Linked DNA regions of Rattus norvegicus: region 2 is linked to region 1. A link is a contact called in public Hi-C data. All regions are on one chromosome and are shown on one strand. Each heading gives the region's core, a stretch centred on a gene start, on an enhancer-like site or on the middle of the called end of the contact. The rest is flanking DNA. Distances are from core to core; before and after follow the strand shown.

Evidence for each region. Hi-C and Micro-C count contacts between places; a contact is called where the count stands out from the background.
Region 2: a contact with region 1 is called in a Hi-C map of Schwann cells, with 6 times the contacts expected there. The contact joins the promoter of Psmc1 here to the promoter of Kcnk13 in region 1. A contact is called at or near these places in 8 of 12 Hi-C or Micro-C datasets (the A7r5 cell line, Schwann cells, frontal cortex and 5 more) and 1 of 1 datasets of contacts at active chromatin or transcription factors (oligodendrocytes).

What each region holds. Positions count from the first base shown.
Region 1 is chr6:124,968,094-124,974,127 of GRCr8, forward strand. It overlaps Kcnk13 (potassium two pore domain channel subfamily K member 13), which reads left to right and starts at 3,716. Exons shown (of 2, transcript NM_022293.2): 1 at 3,716-4,145. The coding sequence starts at 3,812.
Region 2 is chr6:125,119,002-125,125,035 of GRCr8, forward strand. It overlaps Psmc1 (proteasome 26S subunit, ATPase 1), which reads left to right and starts at 3,496. Exons shown (of 11, transcript NM_057123.2): 1 at 3,496-3,512; 2 at 4,717-4,770; 3 at 5,689-5,785. The coding sequence starts at 3,510. LOC120093474 (small nucleolar RNA SNORA40) reads left to right here and starts at 5,486; the gene lies at 5,486-5,610.

The DNA of each region.
Region 1 (6,034 bases), core at 2,466-4,965:
GCATCTAAGGGAGCCCCACAGCCCTCAGCGTCTGTAATAACAAGCGGATAGATTCCTTAGAGCTGAACAAAAGTAACCTGCTTCCAGCTCTCCTGTACCTTATTATTAGACACTGATCAGACAAGACTTTTTTTAAGTTAAAGTAAACCTCCACTTTAGGTGACATAGTTGCATGCATAGAAACTCCTAAGGGACCATTGAAACTAATGAAGGAATGCAGCCAGTTTGTGGGATACAAAGCAAACCTGAAAAGATGAAGCATTTGAATTTATGTGCTCAAATAAATCTTTATGTTGGATTCATAAAAGATGTGCATGACCTCTGTGCTATAACAAGGGAGAGCTACATATATGCAGAGATAGACTCATTCATGAATCATCGAAGTACCACTTCTTCCCAAAACATATTTAACACAGTCCTGGTCAAGATAACAGCCTTTTTCCGTGCCTGTGTTTAAAACGTCTGTCTTAAAAACCACAGCCCTTTGATTTTTAAAATGGAAACAATTTATTATACCCAAGGAAATACTGAAAAAGAAGAGCTAAGTTGGAGACTGCATTTCTTGACTCCAAGAGCTATAAAATGCATTTAAATGTGTTTTATGGCATAACAACTAGATAAATAGAAAATGGGCAAAATAAGAGAGTCCTGAAATAAATTATTCTTACTTTTCTGCTCGATAAATGCCATTAGGAAAAGTGAATATGCTTTTGGACAATATGGCCTCGTCTCACTTGCACAATAAATAAACTCAATGCCCAACATACAAAGTAGGGGAGAGAGACAAGAAACAAACACAACCTTGAAGGCAGCAATGATATAACACACAGAGGATAGCAAACATTACAGACTGGAAAATTGGACTTTACCAAAACTGAAAACTTTGTCAGAAAACTTTTTCTTAACAAGTGGGCATTCCAGAAACCAAAACAATAAGAGTTGCAAAATACACATCTAAGAAAGGACCAGTAGCTAGATTATATGAAACACTGTACTTCAATTATAGGAACCATCTGTGTGTGTGCATGTGGAAACCAGAGGGGGCTCTCACTGAACCTAGAGTTCACTGATTTGACTAGGGAGGTGTGGCTAGTCCGTGCCACCTGTCACTACCTGCCAAGGAGGACTAGGATTTCAAAAGTCCACCTCTTTACTCATCTTTAGGTGTGTTGGGGAGCTGGACTCCGGTCCTCATGTCTGTGAGATGAGCTCTTTACTGACTTGACCATCTTCCCAGCCCCAAGACCAAGTGGGCAAAATATTCCAGCCATTTACAAAGAGATAACAAATGTCCAATATACAAGGTATCTAGAAGACACAAAGTCCCGAGGAGATATGTTGATGTGCCTGTATACAGAGGGCTTAAAACTAAAATGGCTGACACTGTCAAGGGTCTATAGGATACGGACTCTGCATTGTTGTTGGTTAGAAGAGCTACTTTGAAATGACGTCAGGCAGTATGCTTCAGAAACACACTTTACATAAGACACGTAACTGATTCTCATGAGTCCAAAGACCTGAATAGGCAAAACCAAATTCTATAAAGGAGAAATAATCCTCAATAGAAAAAGAAATCCAGCTAGTGGTTCCCTCTGCAGGAATGAGCGTGGAGATTGGCCGGCAAGATATTTGTGGGAGCTTTAATCAGTTGGTGGCTTTTAGATGATAAAGGAGGGAGATCACCGTTGTTTGGCTCCCAAAGATAGTTTGTCAGAACTCACCTAATGATACATTTGCATGCCATTGTATGCAAATGTTACCACAAAAGCAAACATCCGAGTATGGAACTCTTAATAATGGCTAATACTGGTTGGAGATGGGGTGAAAGTGTGCGGATGTCTGCAACCTTTCAAACAGCATCCCCGAGTGGGTTGGTGAATAGAAAAGAACGGGTAAATACGATCAAACCTGGTAAACTGTCACTTGTAGAATCTAGGTGGCGTTGTGTTGTATCATTGTAAAATTCGTTTAATTTTGATGTACTTGAAATTTTTCTTAAGCTAGTAAAGGTAATTGGGATACTCACTCTGGGTGTGTATTCGATACCCTCCTCTAAAGTTCTTCCTCTCCCGGAGACACAAAGCAAAATTAATGTCTGTTAGTTACTCTCCTCAAAATCACTGCATCTATTCAACAGAACTGCAAGCTTTTCTAGTTCTGTTTCTGGCAAGTATCGTGTGGGTGGGTCTCCTGGGACCACTCTCTCCAAAGGCGGAGAAATTCTGTTTAGATCGTGGGTGGCTATGAATCCATTCCTTCACGCGGATATATTCGATCCCCTGTGGCTAAACGGCTGGGGACCAGGTGTGTCTGAAGGGCACGCAGCGCCCTCTTCTGGCCCCAGAGGGCCAGAACATGCAGACCATCGAGGCTCTCGACCTCTTAAACAACCACTCCAGGGATCGGCACAACCGGGTGGAAGCATCGCTGCTCCCTTCCGAGCTCCCGGCGATCGCGGGCGGAGACCTGCGTAGGAGACTGGCCCTGAGGCCAAGAGGCGGACACCGGGTGGAGTCGCCACGGTTGGCAGCAGCAGGGCTCCACCTGTTGCAGTGTTTGAGCACTCCACAGAGAAGGCAGCTCCGGGCACCGACTTCTGCTCCCAGCCCCACTGGGCAGGGCAAGACCATTTGAGAAGGGGAGCCCGGGACCATCCTGAACCTGTCGCACAGAGCAGGTGCGTTTGGGGAGGTGAGACGCGAACGCGACAGTGGCTCCAGAGCCCACCGCAAGTTGGGGTCTCTGGGTGGGCGCCCCAGCGGTTCGCTGAAGAGCCCTGCTCCCGGCTTGCATGTTGTAGCTTGGAGCACTCCGCTCAGGGCCATTGACTGCGCAAGAACTACAGAGCCGAGGCGATCAAAACCGGTGGAAGAGATGGAACTCTTCTGGCCGCTGCCCTTGGCCAGCTCTCCGGGAGATGGGCTAGCAGGGCCTGCCTGTGGCGACAGAGAACGCCCAGTGCAGGGCCTAGAGGCCAAGGGCACTCTGGTTAGGGGGAAGTCAAGAAAGGCGCCCTGGGAGGATGCTTCTAACTTCCTTCACTGTTCCAACCTCCCCCTCTGCTCTCCTCCCCACAGCGGTCCGCCCTCATGCTGCTGCGGAGCCCGTGTGCCCAGTGGAGATCCGAGCCGGCTGATCTGCCCTTCGCACTGTCCCTGCATCCGTGCGTCTGTCCCAGACCGGTCCCAGCCTCTGAGCCTTGGTTGTTCTGGTTGACAGAGGCTCAGCGGGACATTGTCACCGATACGCAATACAGATCCACCTGGAGAGGCACCGAAGACAGAGGACAGCCTGTGTCCCAGCCACCACAGCTTGGAAAGCAATGTTCGGAGGAACCCGGACCTTGATGTTAAGCTTACCCACCGATTCTCTCTGGACCCACTACCTTTTCTTCAAGATGAGTTCAAGTTTTATGGAGTTTGCCTTGAAGGCACGCCACGCCCCCTCCCCAATCTGAGCAAAATTAGGAGCCCGGGTGAACCCCGGTCGCCCGCACCCCCACACCAAGCCGAAGCAGACTCCGTACCCCGACCCTCTGGTCTTCGGCCTTAAGGAGAACTCCAGAGCGGACGAGGAGGCGGCGGCGACAAAGCGGATTCGAAACCACGAGTCCAGGCGGACGTGGGGAGCTGGCTCCACAGGAACAACGGAGGAGGCGGTGGCCCGGAGATCCACGCCGCCTTAGGGAGCGCGCGGCGGGCATGGGCGAGCCCGCAGGCAGAGCGGGCTAAGATCCGCAGAGCCGGATCTTACCAGGGGCGTGGGCACAAGTCCGCGGGCAGCGACCCTCGCGGGGTTGTCCTCCAGTGCCATGGCTGGCCGCGGTTGCAGCTGCAGCCCCGGCCACCTGAACGAGGACAACGCGCGCTTCCTGCTGCTCGCGGGGCTCATCCTGCTTTACCTGCTGGGCGGCGCCGCAGTCTTCTCCGCGCTGGAGCTAGCGCAGGAGCTGCAGGCCAAGCAGCGCTGGGAAGAGCGCCTGGCCAACTTCAGCAGGGGCCACAACCTGAGCCGCGAAGAGCTGCGAGGCTTCCTCCGCCACTACGAGGAAGCCACCAAGGCGGGCATCCGCATGGACAGCGTGCGCCCTCGCTGGGACTTCACGGGCGCCTTCTACTTCGTGGGCACAGTGGTAACTACCATAGGTAAGTGAGCCGCCTGGTCACTCGATGCCCCTAGTTCCTGGGACCTCGTGGGAACCAGCATCTCACCCTAGGGGTTGGGTTCTCCACTTGGACGCCAGGAGATGCACCTAGGGATACCTTTGCAGCTAATCAACAGGTGTGAATGGATCCCAACCACACCCGAAGATTATTAGAATTACCCCAGACCTCTGCCTAGACCAGAACCAGACGCTGTTTGTTAACCAGTCGCCGGGAAATCGAATGGTTCTTAAATTAGGGAAGCGCTTCTGTAGACAGCCAGTCTGGTTTAGGAGACAGGACTGAATTCGTAGATTCTGTGGAAGCTTACAAACAGATAGAAAGCTAAGAACGTTTGCTGAGGGTTGACAATGCACAAGCCACTGCTCAAAGGAAAGCCTGAGATTTCAAACTCACCGAGAGAGACGCTCAGAATTCCAACTAGAACGAGACAGAAGAGAGTAAAATGGGGCTCAAAGAATGGGACGTGTTTCCTTCCGTGAAGAACCAGGGGGAAAGTGACCGTGGGTCTAGCCAGTTTGAGTTCCTATGAATTGGGTTTAGGGACTAAACATAGGGGCATACAATTGGAGCAGAAGAGGCTTGCATCCCAGAAGTCTGTGAGGTGCTGACTGAGCTTGGACTGGAGGAAGGAGTGCCAGGCCGGCCGGCCTGGTGGCTAATGGACTGGAGAAGGGATAAGAAGTTAGAATTTAGTAGGAAGCAGCTGAGCCCCTAAGAATTTTGAGAATGGTGTGGCGAGCTGCCATCGGTGATGTTCCCCTGCAGAATGAGGTGGGAACTGGAAGATTCGTGCAGCACACCCCCCCCCCCAAAAAAAAACTGCTCACTATTGGTGTATAGCTGAGTAATGAGTGGGCCGGAGAAAGTACTGTAGACGTCCTGGGGAAAGACGTGATGGGGGCGGGGCCCGAACAGCTAGAAGAAGAAGAAGGGAAGTAGTACAGAAGCCACTGCAGGAGCTCATGGCGGTGCAGGACTCTCAGCAGCCAGGGCCCCGGGACTCTAGAGGGGTTTGCCGGTGGCATTGGTGACAGGTGAACCACCTTGAGATGCCGTGCAGACATTCTGCCAGGAGAAAAGTATATTCAAAACAGGAGCCTCGGGCTATAGACCGGACTAACCAAGAAAGACTTCCCAAGATTAGCCAGGAACCCATGACTCAGCTGGCCAGAGAATGAGAGAGGGCAGGAGGGAACACAACTATACGCAGTGCTTCCTGCTAGATGGTCACAAGCCCATGTCACTCTTGTCTCTTTTTCTCGGTGGTCCGCTGTTTGTCGCCTAGAAAGAGGAACAGTATTCATTTCTGCAGTCTCATGTGCTAGGCTTTCCCGATCGATTTCTTCCCTCATGCCTGTGCTTAGAGCATCTTTCCCACCCAGTCCCTGTAAGGATGAGGCGTTGTTCAACTGCCCTCCATTTCCAGGCACAGCAGGACTTTCTGCTGTGCTTTAAGATGGTTTTCTGTGGGAACAATGGCAGGTGCACCTAAAATTTCCAGCTGAGAAGCCATGCGTGCTTGTGTGTGGGGAGCAGGAGCGAGGGCAGCCAGTGAGAGTTTGTGCCCATTCAAAGGAGGGTAAGAGGCCCATTCCTCTGAGGTGCACCTCCTAAGACTTCACAGGGAAGCTCAGACTGGCCGTTCTGAGAAGCTGGGATCTCCGGGTACTTGTGTCCTATCTGGAAACTTTCAGGACTGTGGCATCAGATTTCTGACCAGAACTTAGCTCTCCTTACCATCTATCCTTCCTGTCCTTTCCTGTGTTCACCTGAGCCTGTTGCATCCAGACTCCTTTATAGTAATAGGAATCCAATGGTTTTTCTTTTTAAATTCTCAATTCTAGTCTGCTATTTCTTCCTTTCCATGC
Region 2 (6,034 bases), core at 2,246-4,745, 150 kb after region 1:
TGTGAGTGCAAAGCCACCTTAGTCTGTCTTTGCCCAACCCCCAAAAACCAGAGGGAGGGTTATGCTATTCTGTATACTGTACAGTATGGTCACAACAATCACCTAGTACACAACTGAAAGGAAAAACGCTACAGGAATACACCACACTAACTCGGGGGGTCTCGGCATGGTAGAAGAAGGGCTGGCTTGTATTCTCTCATTGCTAGTTTTCTCCATATTTAATTTTTCTTTAATGAATCTGGGTTCAGATAGCTGAAAAAAATAAAGGTTGTTGTTAGGGTTGGGGGAGTATCTTTTTTTTGTTTTGTTTTGTTTTTTAACAAGCAGAGTAGAGAGAGTGGAAGCAGGATCTAATCTGAGTTGCCTCCTCCCCTATTAGAGGCTGTGGAGAATGCTAACTATCTACACTTAGCAGGACACCCCTCCAAAAGCAGGGCCTAAGTACAGCGTCTGAGCGTGACGGAGGGCAAACACCTGGCTTCTGGACTAAAGGAGCCCCAGTGAGAATGAATGGGACAGCCTAGTAGAGAGAGATCCCAGGGCTCCTTGCAGGCCAAGAGCAGAAAAGACTCCAGAAATTAGTGTTATTGATAAGGTTTTGGTTTGATTTGGTTTGGTTTTGGTTTTTTAGACAGGATATTTTTTTGTGTGTAGCCCTATAGTCCTGGGTCCTGGAATTAGCTAGCCACGAACTCAGAAATCCTGCCTCCCAAGTGTTGGGAGTGAAAGAATTCACCGCGCCTCCTAGCATTAGAAAGCATAGTTGACTCTCTAGGCCAGTTCTTCCCAAGAGTAGACAAGCCAAGCTGCTGAGGTCGCTCTCAGGTGAGCCCAGCCGCAAAGAAGGCTCCGAAAGCCAACCAACAGAAGTAGAAACAAAACCGAGCCTCTTGGAAAGAACAGGCTCCAAACCCGAGGTGGTATTTGGTTTCATTGCGCCCTCTGCTGATAAGTATCTGAACTGCATGCACCTGTCAGATAACGAGGAAGTCTTCCCTCTCCACCCTCCACCCCACCCTCCACCTCTATCAGATTTATTATCGTATGTCATACTATACAACTTACTCACTTGGTTATTATAAAGTTCATCAGGGAAACTTTATTTTCTGCCTGCTTGGTACAGTATTCCCAGCCCCCTGGGGAGAGTCCAGAGCGTGATGAGTGTTCAGAAACTAGCTGCTGCATGGATGTCACAGGGTGTCCAAGAGATCTGAGCTGTGACCTTGACAGAAGTGGTACACTCATGTACGGCAGAGACAAACCCACCAGATGACCATGAGATGCCTAGACATGGAGGAAAGGAAGCTTCGTCTGGCTTGGTCCTCATTGTGGTGGCATTAGCCAAGACATTCTCAAACCACCGTGTGTGACTATTCATAATCTCCACCCTCTCCCTCCCCTCTCCCAGCCTCTCCCCTTCTCCCTATCCCCAACCCTAACTTCTAAAGCACACAGCTTCTCCTGGGCTGAATCAGTACAGACACCACCTCTCTCCCAAGAAATGGAAACCCAAGAAATAGAAACTAATAAATAGAACAACAACAAAAAAACCTACAAAATTTACTTTTACTCCATGACAGACAGGTAAAAGCAAGCAGAGTTAGTGAAGTCTCTCCCAGTGCTTGGGGAGATGGTGAGTGTGGGTGAAAAGGAGGGAGAGTTCCAGCGATCACTGTGTGGAGGGGGGGGGGGAGGAGACTTTTTTTTTTTTTTAGGAGACATTTTTAATATGTGACCGAGGCACTTCTGCCTCTTGTATGCCCCACAGAAGGTAAGTCTTAAGCGTTGGTGATGTGTGTGCTGGCCTCATAGGGGTCCTCCTGTCCTTTCGGTCCTATTAGGGTGACATTCCCAGGCAATGCTGGCCTTGCAGTATGCCACGTTTAATACAGACCAGAGCCATTTAAACCTTTCCACTTGGAACTTTTTTGCTCCTGAGCTCTCTGCTTCTATCACCCTTCTTCCTCTGTCTTAGACGGCTACCAAATAATTCAGTTGCCGCCTACCAATTGCTCAGCGGCCAATCAGGCGACCTAAGCATTGCGGCTGCTGTTGGTCCACTGCCTTTGTCGTCACCACGGATCTGCTGCATCTGCCCTTTCTTTCTTCGTGTTACCAGTTCATGTCTCCAACCTCCCAAAAGTAATTTTAACTTCCTTCCTTTACCACCAAAGCAGGCAAGACAAGACCAAAGGAAGACTTTTATTGAGCCTCGTGTTAACAAAATCCAGGGAGGCAGCGTGGGAGTGTCCTCCAGCCAATCCCTGAGCAAGCATGAAGCAGCCCGTATCTATAGTAAGATTGGGCTAGCCATAGCACACCCGTGTACGGCTGAAGGTTTGTGTTTACACCAACCACCCTGCCTCTCTAATCCACCTTACAGCAGTTTCTGTCTGCTAGACCATCGGGGGAAAATGAACCCCATCTGGTCTGGGTAGAAATGTATTGCAGGGTCTTCTGGAGTTCTTTGAGGTGATAACAGATCGTCCAGTTCAAAGTGTTTGAAACAGCTAAGGCAATCAACTGTGATTGTGTACAGCTTTCTCGATGTGACTGTGGAGTATTCAAAATAACCAGCCCTCGGGCTGTTTGACTAACCATTCTTATGTTCAAAGAAGCTGCCAATTAGGGAGTCCGATTTCCTATCCCTCGAATTCTCACTTAGGAATAGGAACACAAGGAAAACTTACACTGACAACATAAAGAACGTGTCGTTAGTGCTAATAACACCAATAATAGCAACGTGTAGCACCTGCCCAGGGTCCCAAATGAGAGTTGTGTCCCTCCTCAGTGTCACTTGGACTCTGTCGACTTTCAGTGTCCTGCCTTTTTTAAAATTTCTAATTATTTTATTTATGTTTACATGTATGCGTTTGCACACCACATGCTTGCAGGGGCCCTGGATGGTTGTTAGCCGTCGTGTGGGTCCCCTGCTCTTTGCTGCTGAGCCGTCCCTCCAGCTCCTCAAGAGAAATTTCAACACAGTATTAGCCATCATCAGTCCCTTTTCATCAGCAGAAATTAAAAAAAAAAAAAAAAAAAAAAGACGCACACATTTAGATGACTTTAGGCGGAGAAATATTCTCAAGACAGCTGGCAAATTCCGGAAACTAAAGAAGAACATCAACTTCTCAGCCCCAAGTGCCATTCCTGCTTGACACAAATACTTCTTCGCAGTTATAATATTTGCATTCTTTTAAATTTTTTAAATTTTCAAATTTTCCCTAAGTCTTTGACACCCAAGGTCATTGTCTTAAGTTATTGACAAAAGCCCAACAGCAGCTACTTAGGATTCCCTCAAGTAAATTATTTTAAGTTTGCCCACGTGTTTAACCAATCGCTGGACTAAACCCTTAGTGAGCAACTTCTCCCGTGAGGAAGTTTGTCCCGATAGGCTTCCGTAGAATCTCTCCTTTTTTTTTTTTTTTTTTTTAAGTCACTTCCGCTCCTGGCAGGGTCGCTTTGGTGGATGCGCTTCCGGCGGCGGCGACTTGGACGACTGAAGGAAGATGGTGAGTGACTAAGGGTTTCGGCTGGTAGTCCCGGGTACCGAAGCGCTGCGAGGCGGGAGGACTAGGCGATCCGGCGCTCGGGTTCATCGCAGCCCGCGGGTCGGAGCGTGTCTCACTCCTCGGCGGACGCGGGCAAGGCGCACGGCGCCCGGGGAGCTACGGAGCAGACCTGCTGTGACCCGATCGAGTGGTTTCTGAAGGGGTAGAGCCGAGCGGGACAACCCGGAGGACGCTGGGGACAGCGGCTGAGCCGCAGAACCAGCGTAGTATATATCCGCCGACGGCTCAGCGTTCTCCGGTTTGGTTTGTTGGACCGGATTCGGATGTAGGCACCGAGAGTACCGGGCGAACACGGTTGACGTCGCTTCTTCCGTGGTGCTTCCGTTCTAGAGAAGGGAGACAATAAATATGTCAGGGAACAGGACCGGGACAGATCGTTTTGTGGCTGTGTTGTAAGAAGGTGGCTGTTTTTGATAGGGTGTCACCGAAGGACCCTCCGTGGATGCGAAGTCTGAGTAGAGGCCTAAATTAAGAGAGTAATCCGTGCTAATATCTGAGTGAAACTGGGGCAGGGCAGACGGTCCCAAAATACAAAAGGAGACAGCCCCTTGAGGCAGCCCTGAAGTCAGTCTGAACCACATTCAGTTGCTAGACCAGTGCTTCTGAATGTGGGTGAAGGCCAGAACCCACAAAGGACCTGTGAAGACTTTGAAAAGTATTACAAACATGCGCCGGGCGTTTTCCCAGAGTTGTTCTTATTTCTTAGAACAACCCCGAAGATTATTTTTAGTGACCCCATTTCAATGAGGAAACAGAAAAGCAGTAAGTGGCCGTTGGTGGAACACAAATCCTTTCTTTTCTAGAGCAGTTGAAAAACATGCAGGGTTTGTGATACAGCAGAACTTAACCATGATTTCTATCTAACACGCTTTGTGACAATACACAAGTCCGTTAACCTCCCTGGACCTTGGTCCTTTGATCTGTCTGTGTATTAGGGGGACTTTAGGAATCATCATCGAATGGGTCTTGGGCCTAAGAGGCAAGTAATGTCTCCTCAGTAAATGCACACGTGGTCTGCCAGGTCCTCAGTACCCACACGCTACAGTGGGGACGTGCTTGTGTTTTAGAGTACAGCACCAGCAGGCTGTTCCTTTGAAGTGGCCATATCCTGGATTTATGTGTGTCTGTCTTTTTCATCCCCCAGGGTCAAAGTCAGAGTGGTGGCCATGGTCCTGGGGGTGGCAAGAAGGATGACAAGGTAAGATAAGATCTGATCGTGCCATAGAAACTGCCTTAGGTCTTGGCGAGTTCTTTATGGTGCCACAAACTTTAAGAAGCAAAGGGATGCAGTTACTTCAGTAACCCTGTGTGTGTACACATGGGTAACTGGTTTCATTTTCTAAAGAATTCTTTGCCAGGAGTTCATTTGTTTTGTTTTGTTTTGTTTTTTAAAGCATGAACATTGTGGAAGTTTTCAAGTCGATCACCTATAAGTGTTTAACTTACTGAGGGATGAGAAGTGCCTCGTCTAACCAAACTAGGCAAATAGCTCAACTCTGACCTCTGTCTACTTACTGAAAACATCTTGAGTCACTGCCATTTCTATAAAGAGATTACACCTACATGCTGGAGTAAGATCTTATCAGGAGAGCAGGAATGTGAAATCTGCTTCTTAAAGGAGGTCATTTTGCAGACTCAGGATATATATATCTTATATAATATATACATATATACATATGTGTGTGTATATATGTATATGTATATGTATATACATATATATATATATATGGAGAGAGAGAGAGAGACGCCATCTGTGTGAGGTGGGGATGAGAGGGAAGAAGGAAATAATGTAACCATATCTTAATTTTAAAAATTAATAAAGGAAATAGTTGTTTTACATATCCTAAAAGATGAGAACATGTGTACCCCTAGAAATAGATGGTAGCAACACCAAAAAAAAAAGTGTTTTCTTTCGCACTTGTATGGGTTTTTGTTGAACTAGTGGAGAAAGACTGAACAACAGGTGCAAGAACAAACCCTCTTTTGCAACCCAGAACTCATTGTTGTATGAGTTTTGGTACATGTAAGAAGTAATATCACCAAAAAAAAAAAAAAAAGTGTTCCCTTTTTCTGGTTTCTATGTGACATCTTTTTCCTACTCTTCTAAAAACTGAAGGACAAGAAAAAGAAATATGAACCTCCTGTCCCAACTAGAGTGGGGAAAAAGAAGAAGAAAACCAAGGGACCAGATGCTGCCAGCAAACTGCCACTGGGTAATGCCTGCTCTTCTGCTGTGCCCAGCCCCCAGGGAAAGGACTCTGCATGTAGCCTGGAGAACAGAGGAAGGCAGGAAGAACTGGGAAGACTGAAGCTAGCTCTGGATAACCCCACTCTACTTATTAACCTGCCGTAGCCCTCTACTGGGTTGATGTGGAAGTTACACTTTATCTTAAAATACAGTGTTACATGAGTCTGTCTCATGCTAACCGATCACAGTGGGCCATGGAGCACCTCAGTAATCC